2 separate regions of the Sus scrofa genome follow, and region 1 is linked to region 2. A link is a contact called in public Hi-C data. All regions are on one chromosome and are shown on one strand. The core of a region is the stretch at or near the end of the contact, and the rest is flanking DNA. Distances in the headings are between cores, read along the strand shown.

Evidence for each region. A called contact is a pair of places that touch in the nucleus more often than the background predicts.
Region 1: a contact with region 2 is called in a Hi-C map of heart right ventricle, with 4 times the contacts expected there. The contact joins two enhancer-like sites. A contact is called at or near these places in 4 of 47 Hi-C or Micro-C datasets (heart right ventricle, liver, retroperitoneal adipose tissue and 1 more) and 1 of 2 datasets of contacts at active chromatin or transcription factors (skeletal muscle).

The regions. Positions count from the first base shown.
Region 1 is chr1:76,887,858-76,895,057 of Sscrofa11.1, reverse strand. No RefSeq gene overlaps it. Among named protein-coding and RNA genes, the nearest start is that of GTF3C6, 5.3 kb to the left of the region's middle. Within about 2 kb of position 2,972, at least 3 of the 83 cell types and tissues checked have an H3K27ac peak or open chromatin away from gene starts, as enhancers often do. A contact at or near this core is called in skeletal muscle, where this site is marked.
Region 2 is chr1:76,557,194-76,564,246 of Sscrofa11.1, reverse strand. The region is part of intron 1 of LOC110260565 (a long non-coding RNA gene); the gene reads right to left. Among named protein-coding and RNA genes, the nearest start is that of SLC22A16, 92 kb to the right of the region's middle. Within about 2 kb of position 5,261, at least 15 of the 83 cell types and tissues checked have an H3K27ac peak or open chromatin away from gene starts, as enhancers often do. A contact at or near this core is called in skeletal muscle, where this site is marked.

The DNA.
Region 1 (7,200 bases), core at 1,723-4,222, 330 kb before region 2:
CAAAAGAACCTTTAGTATTAACGTTTTGTCTTAAAAACATTTTACACTTAAATAATTGTTTATAGTCCATTGAATTCTGTTTTTTAAAATCCATCTCTTACTCTGCTTTAAACTAAATGCGGAGTTCCCATCGTGGCACAGTGGTTAACGAATCCATCTAGGAACCATGAGGTTGCGGGTTGGATTCCTGGCCTTGCTGAGTGGGTTAAGGACCCAGTGTTACTGTGAGCTGTGGTGTAGGTCGCAGACTTGGCTCAGATCCCGTGTTGCTATGGCTCTGGCAGGCCGCGGCTACAGCTCCAATTAGACCCCTAGCCTGGGAACCTCCATAAGCCGAAGGAAGCGGCCCTGGAAAAGGCAAAAAGACAAAAACAAACAAACAAAACCCAAAAAACTAAATGCTAGACCAGCGACCCTCAAACTTCAACTGCATGAGATTCACAATGGACAGCTTGTTAAAGCCCCGATTGGGAGTTCCCTGGTGGCTCAGCAGGTTAAGGATCTAGCATTGTCACTGCTGCGGTAAGAGTTCGATCCCTGGCCTGGAACTTCTTCGTGTCGTAGGCACAGCCAAAACAAAAAACAAACAAACAAAAGCCTAGATTGCTCAGCCAGAGATTCTGATTCAGCAGGTCTGGTATAGGACCGGATGTAAAATAGGCATTTCTAACAAATTCCCAGGTGATATTGATGCTTTTGTTCCGGGGAACACATTTGAGAACCACTATGCTAGCTAGATGGCTATGGAAGAAGCCTCTTGCTAGTTAAATATTGGGAGTTCCTTTCTTGGCTCAGTGGTTAACAAACCTGACTAAAATCCACGAGGATATGGGTTCGATCCCCAGCCTCGCTCAGTGGGTTAAGGATCCTGCGTCATTGTGCCTGTGGTGTTGGCCAGCAGCTGTAGCTTTGTTGCTGCCCCTAGCCTGGGAACTTCCATATGCTGTAGGTGCTGCCCTAAAAAGCAAAAAATACATATATCTATATATATATATATATAGAGAGAGAGAGAGGGAACATACTAACCAAAGCATTTTCAGTTTGCACACAAGTAACTTAGTATCAGAAATAAAACTGGAATGTTCATTTTTGGAGAACTTTGATTTCAAAATAAACCAGTTTACACTTAATTTAGTAGCAGCGTGGCACTATTGGAAGCTACTGGAGTGTGTTTCAGGCAGTGAAGTAAAATGGCACCTCCATATGGAAAGACTGAGGGAGTGAGACCAGGTGGGATCTCTGGGGATTCTTCTCAAACCACGACACAGGCACCCCATATGAAGCTCTTGATAAATGTAGAAAATGTTCCCAAAGCAGCTCTTTGGTTCACAGACAACTAACTAGAAGTTTCCTATGATGTTAAAGCAAAAATAGGTGGAGGAAGATGCAAAATCTGCCTTTTTGTTTGTTTTTGTTTTTAGGGCCACATCTGTGGCGTATGGAAGCTCCCAGGGTAGGGGTCGAATTGGAGCTGTAGCTGCCAGCCTGCACCACAGCCACAGCAACGCCAGATCCTTAACCCACTGAACGAGGCCAGGAATTGAACCCACATTCTCACTGACATTATGTCGGAGTCTTAACTGGCTGAGTGAGGCTTTAAAAAAAAAATTTCTGGTCCTAAGGGCTTTCAGATGGGGGGACTTCTCAAGGGAAGGGGTAAGAGATCATCATAGAAAGGAAGCATGAGTGTTGAAAAACAAGCATTTAAATATTACTGACTTAAAAGGGAAAAGTTTTGGAGTTCCCATCGTGGCTCAGTGGTAACAAACCTGAATAGTATCCAGTAGGACGTGGGTTTGTTAACCAGATTGAACTGCAGCTCCAATTTGACCCCTTGCCTGGGAACTTCCATATGCCGCAGGTGCAGCCCTAAAGAGGAAAAAAAAAAAAAAAAAAAAAAAAAAAAAAAAGGCCACAGGACTTGGGCGACTGTCTAGATGAAGAGGCCGTTAAGGAATTTATCCAATTTATTTATTTATTTATTTATTTGTCTTTTTTTGCTATTTCTTGGGCTGCTCCCGCGGCATATGGAGGTTCCCAGGCTAGGGGTCGAATCGGAGCTGTAGCCTCCGGCCTACGCCAGAGCCACAGCAACTCGGGATCCGAGCCACGTCTGCAACCTACAGCACAGCTCATGGCAACGCCGGATCCTAAACCCACTGAGCAAGGGCAGGGACCGAACCCGCAACCTCATGGTTCCTAGTCAGATTCGTTAACCACTGCGCCACGACGGGAACTCCTTATCCAATTTATGAGCCTGAGAGTCAGTTCAGAAGTGTTGTATCTGCAACATGCAGGACAGCCCCAACTGCCCTGTCCAAACAGATTCGAGGGTGACCAACCAGGCTAGTGGTTCTTATGCGTAGTCCCTAGACCCTTGCGGTCAGCATTACCTGGGATTCTGTTACAAACGCGAATTCTCAGGCTTTCCGTTTGTGGCTCAGTGGTTAGCAAACCGGACTAGCATCCATGAGGACTCGGGTTCGAACCCTGGCCCCGTTCAGTGGGTTAAGGATCTGGCATGGCTGTGAGCAGTGGTGTAGGTTGGTGGCTACAGCTCCGATTGGACCCCTAGCCTGGGAATCTCCACAGGCTGTGGGTGTGGCCCTAAAAAGACAGAACCCGCCCCTCACCCCAAACAAAAGGCAAATTCTCAGACCCTACCCCAGACTACGAAGTCACACACGCTGGAAATGAGGCCTGACAATCTGTCATTGAACAGGCTCTCCCGGTGATTCTGACGCAGGTGAAAATTGAGTGCAGCCAGATTTTTTTTTTTTTTTCTTTTAAGAATTTGAAATGGAAGATACCATGAGGATCAGTCTGTTGATCGTGGCAGTAGAAGCTGACAGCCGGTCAGAGAGAGACGAGTAAGCTGGAATTATGAGTAAGCAGAGCTATAACTAAATGAGGTGGTTGGCTGGTAGTCATAGGACCGAGAGGAAGGGTGACACCCCATGGTTGGGGAATACTGCGTTCCTGAGGCAAACGAGAGTGACAAGTTCACCCAGTCTCTAGGTGAGCATGGAATCTCTCCAGGTCCATGTCCATTTTGGTTCCCAATTGAAGCCCAAGCACATTGCTATTCTTAGATACCTATGATATTCTTATCTCCTTTATTGTCACATGAAACCTTAAAATAGATAGGCTTCCCATTACTGAGTGAGTCTATGTTCCTAAAACAAAAAGCGGATGGACCTCTAAGGTAGATGGAGCAAAAGTTTCATAAAAAGAATTCTTTAAAAAAAAATACACTCGTGTTTTTCCTTTTTAAAAATAAATTTTACCATCCTATTTTTAGGTGTACAGTTCAGTAGTTAAGTATATTCACGTTGTTGTACAATCATTCTCCAGAACTTTTTTCTTCTTGCAAGGAATTGCCTTTTAAAGAATGAATTCTTGATGAAATCTATTTTAATGCTATAACCTTTCCACTTGAACAACTGAGCAACTGCCAAAGTTAACCATCAGGTCTGATGCTCAGGTTCATATTTGGAGGTTTTTGTTTGTTTGTGCTTCTCTTATTGGCCTCCTTATTCAGGCAATACTTAGAAAAGGTACTGTCGGGAGTTCCTGCCGTGGCGCAGTGGAAACAAATCCGACTAGGAACCGTGAGGTTGCAGGTTCGATCCCTGGCCTTGATCAGTGGGTTAAGGATCTGGCACTTCCGTGAGCTGTGGTGTAGGTCACAGATGTGGCTGGGATCTGACATTGTTGTGGCTGTGGTATAGGCCGGCAGCTACAACTTGGATTAGACCCCTAGCCTGGGAACCTCCATATGCCGCTGGTGCGGCCCTAAAAGGACAAAAGACAAAATAAAGAAAGAAAGAAAAGGTACTATTGGGAATTCCCTGGTGGTGCAGTGGGTTAAGGATCCAGTGTTGTCAGTGCTGTGGCTTGACTCAATGCTGGGGCTCAGGTTCCATCCCTGGCCCAGGAACTTTCACATGTCGTGGGCGTGAACAAAATAAGAGAAAAAATACCATTACTTTTTCAGCTGGAATGTGCCTTGACCTCTTCTCGCATCCTCTCATTTCTTTCAGCTATTGCCCTAATCTGAGTCTAAACTTCCCACTCTCTGGAGTTCCTGGAGTTCCCCCGTCGTGGCACATCGGAAACAAATCTGACTGTTACCCATGAGGACACAGGTTCGATCCCTGCCCTTGCTCAGTGGGTTAAAGATCCGGTGTTGCCATGAGTTGTGGTGTAGGTCGCAGACGCAGCTCGGATCCCACGTTGCTGTGGCTGTGGTGTAGGCTGGCGGCTACAGCTCCGATTCGACCCCTGGCCTGGGAACCTCCATATGCTGCAAGTGCAGCCCTAAACAGCAAAAAAAAAAAAAAAAAAAGAAAAAAAAGAAAAAGAAAAAAAAGTTTCAAGAAAGGAAGTCAAAGTTCTAAGAATAAAACTGTTATAGTTATACTTAGGGTGTTACAAATGTTTTAGTTTGTTATGACAGTTTGACCCCTATCAGAATGTGCCATACCTTATCAAACCTCACACTCTTCCTTTCACCCACCAGCTACCACTTTTGTTTTAACCAAGCCAATCTTCGAAAATGCTACATCCTCCTTTTTTTTTTTTTTTTTTTTGCCACTGGGCCTTTACTAATGTCATTTGTTCTGCCAGGCTGACTTTTGCTCCTTCTCAGTCCCTGCCTATTGCTTCTCTTACTCCAAGAAACTTGTCCTGACTAACCTTCTCCAATTTAACAGTCATTGATTCAACTCACATTTTCTGAGCACTTAGTATGTATGTGCCAGGCCCACCAGTTCCTGTTGTGGCACAGCGGAAATGAATCCGACTAGTGTCCATGAGGATTTGGGTTTGATCCCTGGCCTCGCTCAGTGGGCCAGGGATCTGGCGTTGCTGTGAGCTGTGGTGTAGGTCACAGACCTGGCTTGGATCCCACGTTGCTGTGGCTGTGGGGTAGGCCAGCAGCTTCAGTTCTGATTCAACCCCTAGCCTGGGAACTTCCATATGCCATGGGTGTGGCCCTTAAAAAAATAAATAAATAAAGTGCCAGGCCTTCCCTCTAATTTTCCTATGAATTTTTGTGCGCAGCTGTTAAATTTATTAAGCAAAAAGAACATGAGACTGAAATGGCTCTAATACTGTAGCAGCCCAAGTAAGCAATTTAGAGATCTAAGCCTGTAAATGCTTCAAGGTTATGACATTTAAACCTAAGAACAATCACAGACAGCCAACTAGGCTTTAAACTATAGCCAATCAATAAATTCCTTACTTTGCTTCCCGGTCTTCTCTATTAAAGTTGCTGCCTAGATCCCATGGATGAAGCTCCACTAAACATTTCTGGTTTTGCACTGCCCAATTGGAATCGATTTTTGCTCAGATAAATTCTTAAAAATGTTTAATATGCCTCATTTTATCTTTAAGTCACATTGCTCACGTCTGCTTTGTATTTGTTAGTTCATGTATGTGTATTTTTTCCTCAGATTGATTTCAAGGAGTTCCCATTGTGGCTCAGTAGTAAGGAACCCAACTAGTATCCATAAAGATTCGGGTTTGATCCCTGGCCTCGCTCAGTGGGTTAAGGATCCGGTGTTGCCATGAGTTGTGGTGTAAGTCACGGAAGTAGCTTGGATCCCACGTTGCTGTGGCTGTGGTGTAGGCTGGCGGCTACAGCTCCGATTTGACCCCTGGCCTGGGATCCTCTGTATGCTGTGGGTTTGGCCCTAAAAAGAAAAAAAAAAAAAAAAATTGATTTCAAGTGCCTTGCGTTAAATTTTTTTTTTTTTGGCTTCTTTGCAGAGTTGTGAATTCATTAAGATTATTGAATGAATGCATGGATAGATTAATTAAATAATGTGAAACTGGTTTAACTCAGAGGAATCTGAGGGAAATACTTAACTAAAAAGTCTTCACTAGATTAAAAAGTCTAAGTCCAAACAGCCACAGCCACAACTGGGGATCTGAGCTGCATTTGCAACCTACACCACAGCTCACAGCTCTGCAGGATCCTCAACCCACTGAGCAAGACCAGGGATTGAACCTGCATCCTCAAGGATACTAGTCAGGTTTGTTACCGCTGAGCCACAACAGTAACTCCACAACAGCTCTGAGGGTTATGATGTAGATTATTCAACTGAGTGACCTATCTCTGTACTGTGCTCTCCTCCTTGAGTGTTTTTTTACTGGAATCACTCATTTCTGAACCTAACTCATTCACTGTTTACATTATTTCTTCTCCATAGAAGTGACTTGACTTCAGTGACTGACATATGTTAAGTCCTCCAAAGTAATGAATATGTGTTGTGTTAGCTTTTGCAATAAAAGTAAAAGTTCTTTCATTGCAGAAACCCAGTTTTTTGTTTTTTCTTTTTAGGGCCACACCTGCAAGCATATGGAAGTTCTGAGGCTAGGGGTCAAATCGGAGCTGCAGTTGCTAGCCTATGCCACAGCACGGTAACACCAGCTCCTTAACCCACTGATCGAGGCCAGGGATCAAACCCTCCTCCTCATGGATACTAGTTGGATTTGTAACCTGCTGAGCCACAATGGGAATTCCTGGGAACCCAGTATTTGAAGTAGTTTCACACAGGCAGATTTTTTTTTTTTTTTTTTTTTTGGCCCCATCCTTGGCATGTGGAAGTTCCCAGGGCCAGGGATCAAACCCAAGCCAAAGCAGTGACAATGCTGGATCTTTAACCTGCTATGCCACAAAGGAACTCTCTCTCTTACACACACACAGACACACACACAGACACACAGACATACACACACAATTAATACAATTCTGAATTTATAGTGGGTGCTTAATAAATGTTTCTGAGCGGCTGAATAAATTGCAAAGAAAAATATTTTACACAATTAATACAATTCTGAATTTATAGTGGGTGCTTAATAAATGTTTCTGAGCGGCTGAATAAATTGCAAAGAAAAATATTTTACCTTTAAAAGAAAGAGTCTTCTTTCCCTAAGTCTGTGTTTTTCAGTGTGGTACTGGACTCCCCGTATTAGAATCTTGAGATGCTTGTTAACAGCAGAAATTCTTCAGCCACAGACCTACTGGCATCAGAATCTTATGAGGGCAAGGTTGAATAGGTGGGTGTAAGGACCAAAAATCTGTACTTTTAACAAGTGCCTCAAGCGATTCTGATGCACTTGCACCATTGCCCTAAGTACAAGGTAGGACAAACAAGTCCCAGGAAGGCACTTGCTAATTGCTCAGCAATGAAG
Region 2 (7,053 bases), core at 4,012-6,511:
CAAGGAGCTTCTGCTAAGGCTGGAGGATGGCTGATCGGAAGCAGGCCATGAGACAAGAAATTGAGAGTGAGAGCAGTCTATTTACAGGCAGAGACAAAGGTGTGGGAAGCTCTGGGCTGGGGAAAGGGGAAAGGGTGCAGGGTGGCTGAGAGTGGCCTGGACAGGCAGATGAGGACTGGCCTTAGAGGAGGCTGCAGAAGCTTGCCAAGGGCAGGGCCTGTGTGTCAGCAATTTCCCTAGAGGCTGATTGGGTCAGTGAGGCCCTGACTCCCTTGGAGCTGCCTCTTTCCTGTCCTTTTCCTGTGAACCTGAAATACCACCCCCACACATCTCAGAATCTGCCCTGCTTGGGTTTGGCCATGTCCAGGACACACATGAGGAACTTGAGTGGAAACCCCCTTAAGGCTTGAAGGTCAAGTCTTTCTATTCCCACCTGTGATGCACAGCTCCAGGGTCACTGTTGACAGACGCATGGCTTGTCTGCCACTTTCCTCTGCTTCCCACATCCCTGGTCTTGCACACATGTCTGTTTGCTGGGCTCTGCAGGCTCTTGTTGCATGACTTGGCATCTGGGCCTCACTCTTCAGGCACCCACCTAAAATTTCATCGAAGGCAATGTGATGTGGTGGGTAAGCAGGCAGGCTCTGGTGCCTGATTGCCATTCACTGTGCAGTCATGGGCACCTAAGTGTTTCCTTTCCTGGGGAGAATAACCCAACCTGTCTACCTAAAGTTACGGTAAAATTGAAAGAGTAATACATATAGAGCACTTGCTAATGCCTGGCATGGGGCACAAGGGTTGGCTTTTGCCTTTTTGTTGTTGTTGTTGTTGTTGTTTGCTTTTTAGGGCCATACCCATGGCCTATGGGGTTTCCCGGCCTAGGGGTCCAATCAGAGCTATAGCTGCTGGCCTACACCACAGCCACACCATCTGCAACCTATGCCACAGCTCATGGCAACGCTGGATCCTTAACCCACTGAGCGAGGCCAGGGATCAAACCTGCAACCTCATCGTTCCTACTGAGATTCACTGCCACTGCGCCATGATGGGAACTTGGGCTTTTGCTCATTTATTTGTTCATTCATTCAACACATTTATATTGAGCACCCTCCTGCCACACGCTGCCTTAGGTGATGGAGACACAGGGTAAGTACAAAGAAGCGCTGTCTTTTACCCTCCAGTCTAAATGAGGGATGTTGAGACGCTAATCAAATAATTACACTGTATGGAGTTCCCATCGTGGTGCAGCGGAAATTAATCTGACAAGGAACCACGAAGTTTTGAGTGTGATCCCTGGCCTCGCTCAGTGGGTTAAGGATCCGGCGTTGCCGTGAGCTGTGGTGTAGGTCGAAGACACGGCTGGGATCTGGCGTTGCTGTGGCTCTGGTGTATGCTGGCAGCTATAGCTCCCATTCGACCCCTAGCCTGGGAACCTCCATAGCCGTGAGTGTGGCCCTAAAAAGACAAAAGACAGAAAAAATAATAATTATACTGTAATTACTGCAAATGTATTTCGTATGCACTATAAACTAGGTAAATGTATTATAAATGTGACAGAAAACAGTGCTGCAGAGAGGAGGTGTGTAGCACAGAGTGTGACAAGGAGTCTCTCAGGGAGGGGTGAAATGAGTGAGGAAGGATGAAGGGCACTTCAGTCCCTTGCTCTCACCTCCTCACTCAGCATCTTGAGATAACCACTGGCTACCCCTTGGACTGTGGTTCATGCAAAGAAACCCGTTAGCTTCTTGAACTAAATCAGTGCCCAGGATTAAATCAGGATATTATATAAACAGCAACCACCATAAAGTGTCAGGAAAACACAAATGCGATCTTGGCTCTTCCACCAGCTGTAGGACATGGGACAAAGCTCCATATTCAGCTGGGCCTCAATTAACCAGCTCTGGAGTTAAACCACCACCATACACCCTACTCCCTGAGGTCTGTGGGAGCCCTGTCGCCTGAGGAGACCCTGACTCTGCAGCAGGTGGAGGGAGCCTTGTTGGTTGAGTCCCAAGCAATTACGGGGAATATTTCAGACTCTTTCAGGGCCGTTAAGCCCAAAGTGACGAATCACAACAGAAGTGCTGAGAAGAATATAAAAAAACCAGTGACTACATTAGACATATTCAAAACTGTTCAGACTCTCAACTCAAAAATATGGCTCTATATCTTTGGGAGAATGCACAAGGAAGCAGTAACTGTGATTATCTTTGCGTGGCTGGGAGAAAAATAAGAGTTATTTTCCATTGTCTTCTTTAATACTTTTTGAGCTTCTATCTGTATCATTGAATCAGTCCCATGTTATTTTTATATAATTTGTAATTTATCATTAAAAATGTTAAATGGTGAGATGTTAAAATAGAACACTGTTAAAAGCCAAATTATTGGGTATAAAATATAAGATGCAATGGAGATGTTTTTGTCTTTAAAAAAGCTGTGGTGGAATTCCCACTATGGCGCAGTGGGTTAAGGTGTTGTCTCTGAGGCAGTGCGGGTTTGATCCCCAGCCTGGTGCAGTGGGTTAAGAAGCTGGCATTGCCACAGCTGTGGTGTAGGTCACAGGTGCTGCTTGAATTTGATCCCTGGCCTGGGAACTCCCATATGACACAGGTGCAGCCAAAAAAGGAAAAAAAAAAAAAAAAAAAAAAAGCTTTGTCCTTTGGTAACCTTATAAAGCAAATGATTAAAGCAGAAGAGTTCGTTTTCATTTTTTCATTCAACAAACACCTACCATGTGCCACTGTTCTAGATCCTGGAGATATAACGGTGAACAAAACAGACCCTGCTTCAAATTTTCTTTCCTCATGCAGTTTAAATTTTAGAAGACTCAAGTTTTAGTCCTGAATATGTTACAAATTAGTTGTTTTACCTTAGAATCTATAGGCTTACATGTTCCCATTTTTTTTGGCTGCTGGTGGCATATGGAGTTTCCAGGCCAGGGATCAGATTCCACCTGTGCCGCAGCTGTGGCAATGCGGGGTCCTTTAACCCACTGTGACAGACCAGGCACTGAACTTGTGTCCTGGCACTGCCGGGACACAGCTGATCCTGTTGTGCCACAGCTGGAACTCCATGTTCCCATCTTTAAAACTGGCACTATTCAAGTTCTTAGTTTCAACCATGGACTCTGACTCTAAAAGGTCAATAGTATAGAGTAGGGTAGGCGAGGCACTGTACTAGTTTTCCATGGCTGTTAACAAATGACCCCCAATTTAGTAGCTTAAGACAACACAAATTTATTTATTTACAGTCTGAAGGTCAGAAGTCTGACATGGGTCTCACGGGGCTAAAAGCAGGTGTTGGCAGGGCTGCATTCCTTTCTGGATGTTTTAAAGGAGCATCCCTTCTTTTGCCTCTTCCAGCTTTTAGGGGTCATCTGCATTCCTTGACTGGTGCTTCCCTTCCTCCATCCTCAAAGCCAGCAGCAGCAGGTCAAGTTCTTCTCCCGACGAACCCTATTTACCTCCTCTTCTGCCTCTCTCTTCCATATTCAGGGACTCTTGAGATGACACTGGGTCCACCCAGATAATCCAAGAAAATCTTCGTACTTTAAGCTTAGCTGATTGGCAATCTCACTACATTTGTAATCCAAATTCCTTTTTGCCAGGTGACATCATCTATTCACAGATTCTGGAGATTAGGACTTGGACATCTTCGGGATGGGGCATTATTTTGCTTAATACAGATGTTACATAAACAATGTGAGTCAGCCCTTCTCTGACTTTTGAATAAGTCAAACCATTTAAATGAGCAAGCTGTTCTGGTTACCTATTTCTGTGTAACAAATCATCCTCAAACCCAGTGGCTTAAAACAACACAAATCATTGATTTTTCCACCCAAATCTGTCATTTGGACAGGATTTGGTGGGACTCAACTTTGTTCCATGTGGTGTTAGCTGTGGCAGCTCAGCTGGTGCTGTAGGATCCACTTCCGGAGGGTTCACTCAATGATTGGCAAGCTGGAGCTGGCTCTCAGCCAGCAGCTCATCCAGTGCTTTTGGCCTGAGTCTTGCTGCCTCTCTTCTCATGGCTGCTGGGGCTTCCTAACAGCAGGGCAGTTGGGTTCCTGAGAGGCATCAGAGGAAGCTACCAGGCTTCCTCTGACTTCATTTCAGAAGTTCTAGACTGTCATGTGGGCCACATTTTTTTTTTTTTTTTTTTTTTTTGTCTTTTGTCTTTTTTGTTGTTGTTGTTGTTATTGTTGCTATTTCTTGGGCCGCTCCCTCGGCATATGGAGGTTCCCAGGCTAGGGGTCTAATCAGAGCTGTAGCCACCGGCCTACACCAGAGCCACAGCAATGAGGGATCCGAGCCGTGTCTGCAACCTACACCACAGCTCACGGCAACGCTGGATCGTTAACCCACTGAGCAAGGGCAGGGATCGAACCCGCAACCTCATGGTTCCTAGTCGGATTCGTTAACCACTGCGCCACGACGGGAACTCCAGGCCACATTTTTAATAAAATAAAGTGATTGCCTTCTTCACATTTTTAGCCAAGTGAGTCACTAAGGCCCTCTCAGATTCAAGGGGAAGCAAATTAGAGGCACCTCTCAGTGGGAGACATGCCAAAAAATTTGGGACCATCTTTATTTTACGGCACACACAAATAAAAACAAAGGCACAAAAAAAGAGGAAAACCAGAGTACTGTCATATTTTATGTTGATAAACAGGAATATTTAAAAGCAAAACTGAAAATGCTATCATTTATTATATTATCCCATTTGTTTCTTAAAATTAAGTACTTTTCTTCTACCAAAAATGTAGAAAGGAGGCGTTCCCGTCGTGGCTCAGCAGTTAAGGAATCTGACTAGGATCCATGAGGATGTAGGTTTGATCCCTGGCCTTGCTCAGTGGGTTAAGGATCTGGCATTGCCGTGAGCTGAGGTGTAGGTTGCAAATGCGGCTCAGAACCTGCATTGCTGTGGCTGTGGTGTAGGCCGGCAGCTGTAGCTCCGATTCGACCCCTCACCTGGGAACCTCCATAAAAAGCGGGGGGAAAAAAAAAAAAAAAAGGGAAAAAGGTCATAGTCCCAGAAAAATGGCAGTTCTTTAAAACTGAGCAACTTTGCTTAGTGAGAAACTCACTATGTTGTACTTGTTTTTCTCATCTTGGCTTAGGTAGAAAACTAGGTCATGGGTAGGGTATCCAGATGGAAACCACCAGGCCGACGGCATGGGTGCCTCCGTGGTTGAGAGCAGCAGTGCGCTGCCGCCTCCTCGGCCTGGTTTGCAGCCAGACTGTCCACAACCTCATGTCCTGCTGGCTCTGGGGCCTCACTGCCCTGTTCCGTCCAGCCCCCAGGGAGCTGCCAATGGGCAAGTGGGCAGAAGGATCTGTTTGTTGGCTGAGGATTGCCTGGGGGCCTCCACAACAGGGCTTTTTTCCTGGCAGTGTCAGGCTCTCAGGCCTCAGCTTGGGCTTCTTCCAATGTGGCTTTTGCTCTGTGGGCTGGCCTCTTCTGATTCTGCAGGCCTGGACAAGGCAGAAATACAAGCAGCTCGAGGCATGGGAAGCCTGCCCAAGGCCACCGGCATCACCCTGTCTGAGTTTATCAGAGTCCCTGGGGGAGGATTTTGAGCACCAGCCCCCACCCTCTATGAACTCTGACAGCTCTTGGTAGCGCCCACAGGTCCCACAATGGCACTGCTTTTCTGGATCAGCAGAGACCTTTGCTTGATGTTCTGAGACCAAGGGTGCAGAGAGCTCTGAGCCAAGCCAAGACTGTTTTTCTGCCTCACTCACCACAGCCAGACCTAGGAAGCGCACAGGGTCTGGCATCAGTGAGGCAATTCTTCAAAGGAAGGCTGGGGCTGACCTGTAGAAGGAAATCACCTATTTACTTCTAACCACCTATCACCAGCTCCTCAGGTGGTTAGATGGCTGATTTCTTTCTTTCTTTCTTTCTTTCTTTTTTTGCTTCTTAGGGCCACATCTGTGGCATATGGAGGTTCCTAGGCTAGGGGTCCAATTGGAGATGCAGCTGCTGGCCTACACCACAGCTCACAGCAACACTGGATCCTTAACCCACTGAGCAAGGCCATGGATCGAACCTGCAACCTCATGGTTCCTAGTGAGATTTGTTTTCACTGCACCATGACAGGAACTCCAGATGGCTGATTTCTGTAGCATCTCTGGCCTGCCCAGAGAAGTGTGTCAGAGGAGGCAGGAGACTGCAAGCCAGGGAGACCCATACCTTCTGGGTCTCGGCCTCTCTCCAAGGCCTCAGCAGGTCAGGGAGAGGAAGCCTGGCCCCCTTTACTTCACACTCGGCAGAGTGGGGACATTTCCAAAGTTCTCCACACGGAAGGAGGAGCCAGTGTTTATGTTCACCTTCTCCTTTTAGGTAAATAGAGAAATGACCTCAGATTGGACTTGTGATTGTTGCAGGGCCCAGCAGCAAGGCCAGGTGAGAATCCTGGGACTGGAGATGTAAGAAACGTAACCAATATTCAATTCACAAGTCACTAGGTTTCTGGTACACAATTAGCCCACAACACAGGTTTGTCAAAGTAGGGGAAATAGAAATGGGGTAACAACCACTCCAAGAAGCCCAAGAAGGAGGGATCTCAGCAGAGGCAGCAGTTTCCAGTCCAGCAGCGGGTCCAGGATAATCGTGAGTGGGAAGAAGTCACCCTCTACCCCACAGAGCCTCGGGCAGTGCTCCCCCTGCCCCCCACCCGCTGGGGCTCTCAGCATCAGAGTCAGGTCCTCCAATGAAGAGGCTTTAGACTCTGGGTTTATTGGTCTCTTTTTAAGGAATCCGCCAGTAGGGTGTAAAGGTTATGCCCTGGGGCGGGGGCGGGGGGGGGGGGCTCTTATCTCTATCAGTTGCTCCTTCTGTTCCAGGGAAATCTTTCTGCAAATGTTACCAAATACATTCCTTAGTTACCAAGTCACCCTTAGTTTATTCTAAGAGTGTCACTCTAAGACGCTTGCAGTCCTACAGCAGGAATTTTAAAATGACTAACGTGCAAGTTCACGTTGGCTACTGTGAGTCCATTTTGAACTATGGAACAGCAGCTTAAATCCTATGTTTCACACAAGATGAGGA